Linked DNA regions of Rattus norvegicus: region 1 is linked to region 2. Evidence: chromatin contacts called from public Hi-C data. All regions are on one chromosome and are shown on one strand. The core of a region is the stretch at or near the end of the contact, and the rest is flanking DNA. Distances in the headings are between cores, read along the strand shown. Region 1 has its middle 140 kb from the start of Bnc2. Region 2 overlaps Bnc2 (basonuclin zinc finger protein 2).

Region 1 (4,985 bases), core at 239-2,738, 210 kb after region 2:
AATGGCAAAACAGCAACCAAAAAGAGAAATCTGTAAAAATTCAGTAAATGAGGGAAGATACTCTATTGAGATACCACATGATTTATCAACCCCAACTGCCAGCCATGTCTGAGATCTCCTTTTGTGAAACTCACATGGGTAGAAATAAAATCCACATCTTAAATATATATATTTGTTTTCTTTTTAAGACTATGTCCTAACAAATGTAGGTCTGATTTTATATAATTTGACCTTAATCTTGCTTTTAAGAAGCCTTCCTTTCCTTGAGGCCCATTGTTGTAAGTAAACTGTAAGGTACTGTTAAAGGAATAGACTGTCACCTTCATTCATTTTGTTAAGGTACCAGTTTTAGAAATCATGCTCATACACGTGTATCTGTGTGTACATAGAAGAGTCTCGATAGGCTACACAAAAAGCAGTAACTTGAGAGAAACATTGGGTAGAGATTGCAAGATAGGGCAATGTGTTTACAGTCTGCAATTATTTATTTGCATAACTTTTAGTGTAAGTTTATGTTATTTTTATAATTTAAAATCTATCTAATAAGTCAACATAGAATAAAAATGATTTTTATTATTTTATTAATAAATGCTTTCTATCAATAAATTGATTATCCTATCATTAGATAAGAAATAATACAGGGTAAATAAGAAACCAAACATTTCACCCAAAACAGTATTATAGTTAAAAACAAAAGCAGGAAAACAAAAACCCTGATAGTGAGGCCAGGTTCAACAGTCTACAAAAATAAAAGTGTCCGACAAGCATCCTTATACGCCACACCTCCTCTGTATACGCCAAGCCTCTGGTCCTTCATTTTTGGCCTCTTATAAATGACTCTTCAAGTGTTTCCCTGGTGAAGCCTCTCAGAGCAAACTGGGTCTGAGTTTTCTGTTTGTGTCAACTGTGACTATGTGGAACTGTCCAGGGGCACAGCAGCTCCTACACTCACTTTTTGGAGCACACAGGGCTTCTCAGAAGTCTTGCATTTCACACTCTCCCTTTTCTTTGCTGTCCTTCTCTTCATTCCAAGCCCACCCATAGCCTGAAGCACAGAAGGAGAGCCTTGGTATAGCAGTGTGCTCACTGGTCATGACAGCCTTCTCAGCCCACAGGGTTCTGGGCTAAGCAAGAAATGTGGTCTGCCTTGTCTGTATTTGCTTATTTGCTTCCTATCTTCTTCTGGGCAGTAGATGTTGGTAGTATTTTTATTAAGTATGCGTGGGATATTAGGCATGATGTTCAGAATTTATCGTAAGATGAATTCTCAGTCACCAGGAAACGTAACTATAGAAGATCTCCGGGCACTCCAGTCAAGCCATCTGCAGGATCCAAGTATCTCTCACTCCCACACCCCACACTCCACACTCTAGCTCCTGCTTCCTTTCTGTTTCTGTCTGTGTTACACAAAGGAAAACTTGCTGAGATCGTTCTTACTCTTTGCTCCCTTCCTGCAGTATTCAAGTGTGAGTCAGGCTATATGATTGCTCTGCTTCTCATCTTACCTAAGGAGAGCAAAACAATCCAGGCGGTGCTGGAGACCCTCCGTGACCTCAGGAAATACTGACTGCAATGCCATTCCTCTTGTTCACTGCCGCTGTGTTCACAACCCCCAATTTCCGAGTTTTGGACAACGCGCGTCTCATGTGATGCATGTGACACATATTTCAGTTGAAGCGCTCAACTGACTTCAGTATTTAAATAGGGACCAAGTTTGAACTATAAATCTGATTCCATCCTACAAGAATGTAGATGGCGTGTACTTTAGCAATGTGCTCAAGTAACTGCAGGATTGAAATACGGACCGAATTTACTTCCCCTCCACAAGAATGTGAATGTCCAGGGTCAGAAACTGTTTTACTTGGTGCTGTGTCTGGTGTCTAGAACCATGCATGCTGTTATATGGTGTGTGTTTAGTGACATTTATTGGTATTTTTAGAGAAGGGATAGAAAATATAGAGCTATAGACTTGAGAATCTGAGTTTATAGTCCTGTTTTGTCGAGTGTTCTATGTGACTTCCTGTAATCTTTCCCCTTCTCTAAACATTAGTTTCACCTTATACAAAATTGCAATAGAGGTAGTCATTTCATACAGGTAGGTTACCTTTGTGATCTCTTTGATGTCAAGTACCTGACATGAAGTAATACTTCAGGGGCCAATAAGATAGCCCACTGGATAAAGGCATTTGCCACCGGTGTGCCAATAATACCTGAATTTGAACTGTCTAGAACTCATATGGTGGAAGGAAAAAACAAACAAAAACAAACAAATGCTGACTTCTTCACAAATGCCACACATAATATATAAATGCAGAGGGGTTCGTGAATTTTTGGCTATTTGTAGCTGTGTTTTGTCTTTACAACCTTGCTTCAAAAACAGATACAAATACAAAAAAAAAAGAATAAGGTCAAATTGGTGTTCACTGAAATCATATAACGAGCATTTCTTAAGCATATTCTATGTTGTAGACACTGGAGACACAAAGATAAATGTATCATTATTTATACCTTCAAGGAACTCATTTCATTATAGTGTTTTGTGTATTAGGCCAAGAAGTATAGCATAGACATCTCTGAAAAGCTGTCTTCATAGACTGTGAAAGTATTAATACTGGTGGCTGGTGAGATAGCTCACCTGATAAAAGCATTGGCTGTTCTTCCAGAAGACCCTGCTCTATTCCCAGCACTCACACCACAACATACAGTCATCTGTAATTTCAGTTCCTGGGATCCAATACCCTCTTCTGACCACTGAAGACACCAGGCATGCATTAGGTACACAAACATATATGCAGCCAAAACATTCAAACATATACTATATAAATAAATAAATGAATAAATAAATGTTTTAAAAGGCAACTATTAACATTACGTTAACCATCGCTTCTTATATACTAATAAAAATTACCTAAATAACAATAATGCTGTCTGAAAAAAACATAACGACATTTTGTTTATCTAAAAAAAGAACCCTAATATTCTCATATATATAGTTTTAAAATAAAGTTTTCTCATCTGGGATAAGATCATCTAAGAAAAAGCCCAATACCAGACTTGAGATATCTTGTTTGAAGTTGTTTGCAAGGCTGTCCTAGCGAGTCCTGAAACATACAGCCAATTGCTACTGCTCTTGGTTGCCTCTCAGAAATAGAAAAACCTACTGTTGAAGACACCATGCATTTCAGAAACAGGGCCTAGCCACCGCTGAGCTGGATCTGAACTGAAGTTCTCAGCTCTGAGGACTAGCTCTAATGATACCAGTAGGTGTCACACAGTCTCCAAGGGAGAGAAGCAACCAGTCGTCTTGCACTACTGCGGTGTATGAACCACATCATCTATCAGCATGGCTTGATAACCAGAAAGGGTACAGTAGTGGCATACGTACGTTGGTAACTAACATTTTTCTAACCAGTTTTGGTATTGGAATACCCTGGGCTAATGAAGTCATGTGTCTATTAGAGGGGAACCATCAAATACTATTTTACTAAACCAGTAATCCCCACAATCTAAAAATGTGTCTTTATACCTTCTAGATGGTGTGGTCTTCACCCCTCCTCAAGGAAACTTCTCTTTGCAACAGACAGGGACCACAACCCATCAAAATGTAAAACTGTGGAGCTCAGTCCTGACAAATACATCTACCAAACACCCCCATAGCTAAAGATTGTAGAAGAGAGGGCAAAACCATGCTGAGAGCCAGAGGATTGGGGACGGCCGTGAGGTCATGTCTCCTATGAATTTCAGAAGCTAATCCATGAAAACCTCACGATGACGGCTGCCCGGATGTGCTCTGAAGAAGGGCAGCACCAATGGAGGTGCCAAAGTGAACAGGGAAAAGACCATGAGGGCTCACCACTCCACAAAGACCAACAGGCAACCGAGGAATGAGAGAATGGAGAAACGGTCTTCCCCAGAGAGCAGCACACTCACTGGCTCTCTGAACCAAACGGCCAGCCTTGGAAACATACCAACAAGCAAAATTATATGAATTGAACAGGTTCTATTTGGGAATAAATATGTTTCCATGTAGTCATGCAATACAATTTAATGAAAAATCATTAATTTGAAAGAGCACAAAGGGGTAAGTGGAATGGTTTGGAGGGAGAGAGTAAAGAGCAAAGAGAAATAGTATAATTATAGTATAGTATCAAAAATCATTAATAAAAGTAAAATCACTAATGAGTTATACTAATTTATACATTTTCAGTTATACCTTAAACATGTAGCCAAACGTTCAGTAAAACAATAAACTATATAACTTTAAAATAATATATACCTGTTTAATATTTATTTTTAATATTAATGATACTTAATATCATTAAATTCCCTAAGTTTTTCTGACTTTCGTAGTAATAGCATATTAAAATTTCAGTTTTGAAACATAAAAAGAAATCTGGAAAAAAGTTTGTTCTAAGGATGCTTAGATGATATTTTAATAAACAGACAATGAAGAGTGCTTTTAAACATGATGAATTAAGAAAAAAATGTATCCATTTGAAAAACCTTTCATTTTCATTCACCACTGTCTGTTCATTAAGTAAAGAATTGTTGCAGATGTGTGTGCAGTTCAGAAAAGTGAGTATCACAGAAATACAGCACACACAGCAGTCGAATGGTCCCTACATTGTTATTACTATCACTTCAGTCACTTATGCAGTAAACTGTATAACAACAACATTAAAAGACAAACCCAGGCCCTGGCTCCCTGAGGTGCCGGCTCTTCCTCCAGTTCATGTTCACAATTAACCAGAAGTCAGAATTCCAAGTCTTATTGAGAAATATTTCACTTGCTTTTGAATCGCACCGGCTCCTTCTCTGAGTCTCCCAACTGCACTCCACATCTGATGAAACATTTATTTGAACAAACAAAATACATATGTACAAATAAATACAGATGTCAGGAGCTGACACACAAGTGCAAACACATGTCTTTCCTCATACCCGCCGTTTGACAGTATGACAGGCTAAAGAGCCTTTTGAATGGA
Region 2 (4,958 bases), core at 640-3,139:
TGCAGACTTTTATATGTAGACAGATTTGAATTTAAGACTACACAATCTGAAATGGCATCTTGAAAGAGAAATAAAAGTGCGTGCGCATGCGCGTGCACACACACACACACACACACACACATACACACGTAAACACATACCCCCTTTCATATGACTTCCAAGAGGCACAAAAGGTAAATATTTAGTGACTGTGAAAGTAAATGGGAGGCTAAGCATCCCTAACGACAACAAAAATTAATAAAGGAACTGCAGTAAAATGGTGTAATCGCAATACTTTTTAAGATTGTGGTTTTCATGCTTTGTCACAGTGCCCTGTGTCATAACCTGTTCATTAGCCTGTGTCTTTATTCTCCTCACAGGCACTGATGCTCACCACATGCATGCATTCATACAGGTACATACAAAACAGATCTTTGTATGTACCCAGCAGGCACACAGAAAACACCTCGATGATCATACAAGTTTCTCTATAAGAAATTTAAATTATTTTCCTAATCCTGACCTATTTTTTGTGTAATTTGCTTTTATTTCTTTTAATCCTAAATGTTTTCCACCAGTTAAAAGTCTCCTTAGATGCAAATCTACTTGGAAATGGGCTAGTGCCAAAGCAGCAATCTAACACCATCTATGTGGTTCAATAGCCATTTATCAATTGATCATTATCTCTATCTGTTTTATTAACTCTTTTTTCACTAGAGGGAAAAAAATGCAATCTAACCTTTCAAAGCATACATGTACACACACACTCCGCTAACTCAAGGAAAACCAGGATTGGTAGTATCTAAATTTTAAAGTGGGACACAAGTTATTAGGTACTAAGGTCAGTGAAAACACACCGTGTTCCAACCACAAGAGAGAGAGTCACCCAGACAGAAAAGTGCTTCAGAAAAACACCTAGCAAAGCGTTTGGCAGAGACAAGAAGCATCTCTGTCAGACATGAAAGGGACTTTTCAGGAAAAAAAAAAAAGGATCGCACATAAAGAGTTGCTTACTGGGTTTATGTTGATTGCATTTAAATCCCAGCTTACTGGATCAGCAGTTATCAGGGTCCCTCTACAGGATGTCAAAATACACCTTATTCAAATACATTTCTCCTATCTAAAACTGGTTGATAAAACTGTTTACCAATTAAATGTTACAAGAGCCGGGCTTTATGCACTCTCTTTGGCAAATGTTATTCCTAAACTTGTGACAGTTTACAGCCTTGAAAATTGTTTTCTTTATTTCGTTACCAAACATTTGAAAATCCACGCCAAAGTATTCAATTTCCGCGAACTCTTACATACAAAAAGCTTAAATAGCAGTTGCAGTATTTTAAGGGAGTGGGGCAAGACCATTTTTTTAAACAGCCGCCATCTACTTAACATCCTAGCGCATTTGTCAGTACTACTTTGGTGCTGCGTGGATGATAAACTAACTCTTGCTTTGTATGGGTTTGGGGTAGGCTTCTGAAAAGCAAGACGTGTCTGGGAGGGAGGCACCAGGGAACTTCCCTCCCTCACTTGAGCACAGTCCAAGAGGAAAGTTTCTGGGTTGTTTCCCCTTCGCTTCCTCTTACCCTCGCTCCCCCGCGGAGCCGCAGAGCCAGCAATTGTGCAAGAGGAGCCGGGCGCGCAGGGCGCAAATCACCGAGCGCTTGGTACGGACGGCTGCGGGTGATTAATTATCCGTCCGCTGGCCTGGCGCTCTCCGGGCGGCTCTCCCGGCAGGGTAGCAGCCGAGCTGCCGGCGGCGGCTGAGCGAGAAGCGGCTCTGGGAGAACACAGGGGCCGCGCCGAGTGTGAGTGCACCGCGCCGGGCGGCGGGCGGCTGGCGGGTGGCGAGCCGAGCGGCTGCGCCGCGGCCAGGGGAGCACGGGGAGAGTGAAGCCACCGAGAACCGGAACGGAGGCCGAGAGCAAGCGGGAGCGCAGCCTGCCGCCCTTCGGGTTGACCCGGCCGGCAGGGAAGCCTGCATAGCCTCGCTCAGGTCTGAGTCCAGCTGCTCCAGACACCAGAAGTCAGACCCGCTGCTGTGAGGGGCCCGCGCTTTCTGACTGTTCGTTGCAAGACCTACTTAGAGACAGCAGACACTTTGACTAAGTCTTTCACAAAGATACATTTGTTAAGTATTGGCTTTTTCTCTTTTTAGCGGGAAACAAAGAAATAAATTAAGGCTTCGCAGGACCCAGGCTGCACAGGGTGAAACTTTGCAACAAATGCCTTTGCTTTCTCTAACTTCGATGTCCTTTCCCCCTTTTCCTTAAGGAGCCCTTGGGGAAGCCATGAAGTAACACTGCACATTCCAGTAACACAGAAATCACAATATATATATTTTTAAATTTCAAAAACATTTAGAAAGAAAAGTAGCAGGAAGAAAAGGGCAAATAACAACTCGAGATTTCTTTTTTTTTAAAAAAATGAAAGTAACTTACCTGTTGGGACATTCTGAATAAGAGGTTAGTATCAGCGTTTTGCCATGTCCCCATGAACCCTGGTTCAGCCGCAGTCGTTCTGGTTCCGAACTGCATGGAGTTGTCAGTACAGGAGTCTCTTAAAGTCAAGTCTCTTGCCCTCTTTGGCTCTCTGTCTCTCTGTGTGTCTCTTTCTCTCACATCCACTTCTGCCTCTTCTGACTGAAAAGTGAAGGTGGATTTTTTGAGCTTCTTGGCAGCCAGGAGCAGGAGTATAGTGTAGTTAAGAAGCTGGCTGAACTGTGCATTTCATTTGGGAAGGGGGAGATCTGGGGGAGGGAGGGGGGTCAGAGCTTCCTTCGCACCTTCTGCACAGATATCCCTATCATTTATGCATAGATTGTGACTCCCCTAGCTTGCCTTTGCTCGGTTTAACAGCTGCCTGTCAGGTGTGCGGGCAGCACTGGAGACCCAACCATCAGCTTCAAACCCTCAGCCACTGCATGTCATTGGATAGCAGAGCTAGGAGTCAACTGCACTGTTCCACTGTCAGGCACCAAATGACACCCTGCACGAACCCCTCTCCAGATACACAGATAGATACACACTCATGCGTACTCCACGAAATGCCACGGACACTGTCCACAAGGCCAGGGAGAGCCAGGGCCCTTCCCTGGAAATTTTCCCCAACAATGCTTTCTGCTGTAACATGTTATATCCAGCACCAGTCTTTCCTTTAAACACTTGTAAAACTATGAGACTTAAATATTTTTTAATTACACTGGAAGCGAGTGAAGTATTCATCTGGAGGAGAACATAAAGTTTGCTCAGTGTTTGCTTTTTTGTTTTTTTTTAATATTAGCTGCCACAAGTCACACCGTAATGCTAGGCTATTTATAACCACATATAAACTCATAGAGAAAATAATATACAGAGATTTGACCTTCTATTCTAAAGGGTGAACAAGCAAAGCTACCAGTTAAACATGGAAGATGTACAGTAAACATATGCAAAAATAAACATATACCACTTAATATCCAGCACCTCAGGCCATTAACTACCAAACCGAAGGTTAAATAAAGAGACACTGAAGGCGGAGACGAAAAAATGAATACCTTTTCTTAAAGCTCACAAGCAGAATAAAATCCTTTGTTAAAGTTCTCAGGTAAGGCATCTACATCAACCTTTTACATCATAAAACAGGGCAAAAGAGGAAGAAAAAAAGGAAGCCTGTCTTATTTCAGGCAAAAAGTAATGCATATAAAAACTCCATTTTTCATTCAGGATCTCTATGGAAAATTCTATAATATTTCCTTGCCTTGTGAAATATAACCTTGATAGCAGGTCATATTTTTAATTAGACCAGTTTTAAAACAAAACAACCATTTATTAGATAGTATTTATCTTCCTTATTTATGGAAAGGCAGAACTGAACAAAATCCACTGTACATAAACACTGTAACTTCAAAATGGAAAGCTAAATTCATGCTATCTCATAAAAGGAGTCAGCAGGAAAAAGCCATCCTTCCTAAACTTAAAATGTAAGGCACATTAATCTTCAGCCACTTACAAACACTGAGGACAAATGTAGCACTCTGCTTGCTCCTTCTTAACTAAAGAATAACAATAAACCTTCCTCTCAGAAACAACAAAAGAAACAGAAAAGCGTTTCGATGGCAGCCCGTGTCATTAGTGGACAATGAGAAAAGATGAGCAAACGTACACTATGTTGACACAAATGTGCCTTCCCTTCTAGAACTGACATCTCCTGAAAGCTTTTCTGTTAAACTTCCCTCCAGTTCACCACCATTAAGCACAAAAAAGTCTCAAAAGAAGCAAATTCAATATCTGAAAGGAGACATACAAGAACCCAAAGAATTGTTGCCTTAAAATATATTAAGTCCACCTGTGGTCAATAAAAATATTCTTTGGCGGGGGAGGGCGGGAAAAGCCCCTGTGAGTCAATTGTCAACGGTGACTGTACCTTTACACTATTACCCACTTAACTCCCTCTAAAATTTGCTAGCCTCTTGATTTCTGAAGTGGCTCTCAGTGCCTCAGTCAAGCTGCCTGCTCAGCTCCTGACCTCCCCACTAATGGCTGTTATTTGTGGGAGGCTTAAGGACACTGTCAATAGCAAGCTTCCTCCTCTCTCCACTCAAGCACTGTTGTATCTCCCTGCCTGCGTGTTCTCTCTCCTCTTCTGCTCCCTCTCCCTCTCTCCCTGTCCTTCCCCTCCTTCCCCAAGCTCCCTCACAGCCTCTTCCTATTTTTCCAGCCCCACCCCTTTCTCTCAGTTGTAAGATTCTCTTCTTTCCCAGGTATTCCCCCCAACCCCCTCACATGTGGGCGTGGGCATGCACACACACACACACACACACACACACACACACACACCCCCCACAAAAATCAACTGGCATGCAGCAGCAAGCACCTGCAGTAATAGACTCTTTTATTAAAACTGTTATTCTGCAAGACTTGAAATTCCCCATGGATCGGGCCATGTCAAAGCCGATATAATTAACTAGAGGCTCAGCAACGGATCAATTACCAGACAAGCAAGTG

What was found. Hi-C and Micro-C count contacts between places; a contact is called where the count stands out from the background.
Region 1: a contact with region 2 is called in a Hi-C map of the A7r5 cell line, with 5 times the contacts expected there. The contact joins two enhancer-like sites. A contact is called at or near these places in 2 of 12 Hi-C or Micro-C datasets (the A7r5 cell line and the Rat2 cell line).

Annotation. Positions count from the first base shown.
Region 1 is chr5:104,203,328-104,208,312 of GRCr8, forward strand. No RefSeq gene overlaps it. Among named protein-coding and RNA genes, the nearest start is that of Bnc2, 140 kb to the left of the region's middle. Within about 2 kb of position 1,489, at least 3 of the 93 cell types and tissues checked have an H3K27ac peak or open chromatin away from gene starts, as enhancers often do. A contact at or near this core is called in the A7r5 cell line, where this site is marked.
Region 2 is chr5:103,996,597-104,001,554 of GRCr8, forward strand. It overlaps Bnc2 (basonuclin zinc finger protein 2), which reads right to left. Exons shown (of 7, transcript NM_001106666.2): 3 at 2,415-2,615. Among named protein-coding and RNA genes, the nearest start is that of Bnc2, 63 kb to the right of the region's middle. Within about 2 kb of position 1,890, at least 23 of the 93 cell types and tissues checked have an H3K27ac peak or open chromatin away from gene starts, as enhancers often do. A contact at or near this core is called in the A7r5 cell line, where this site is marked.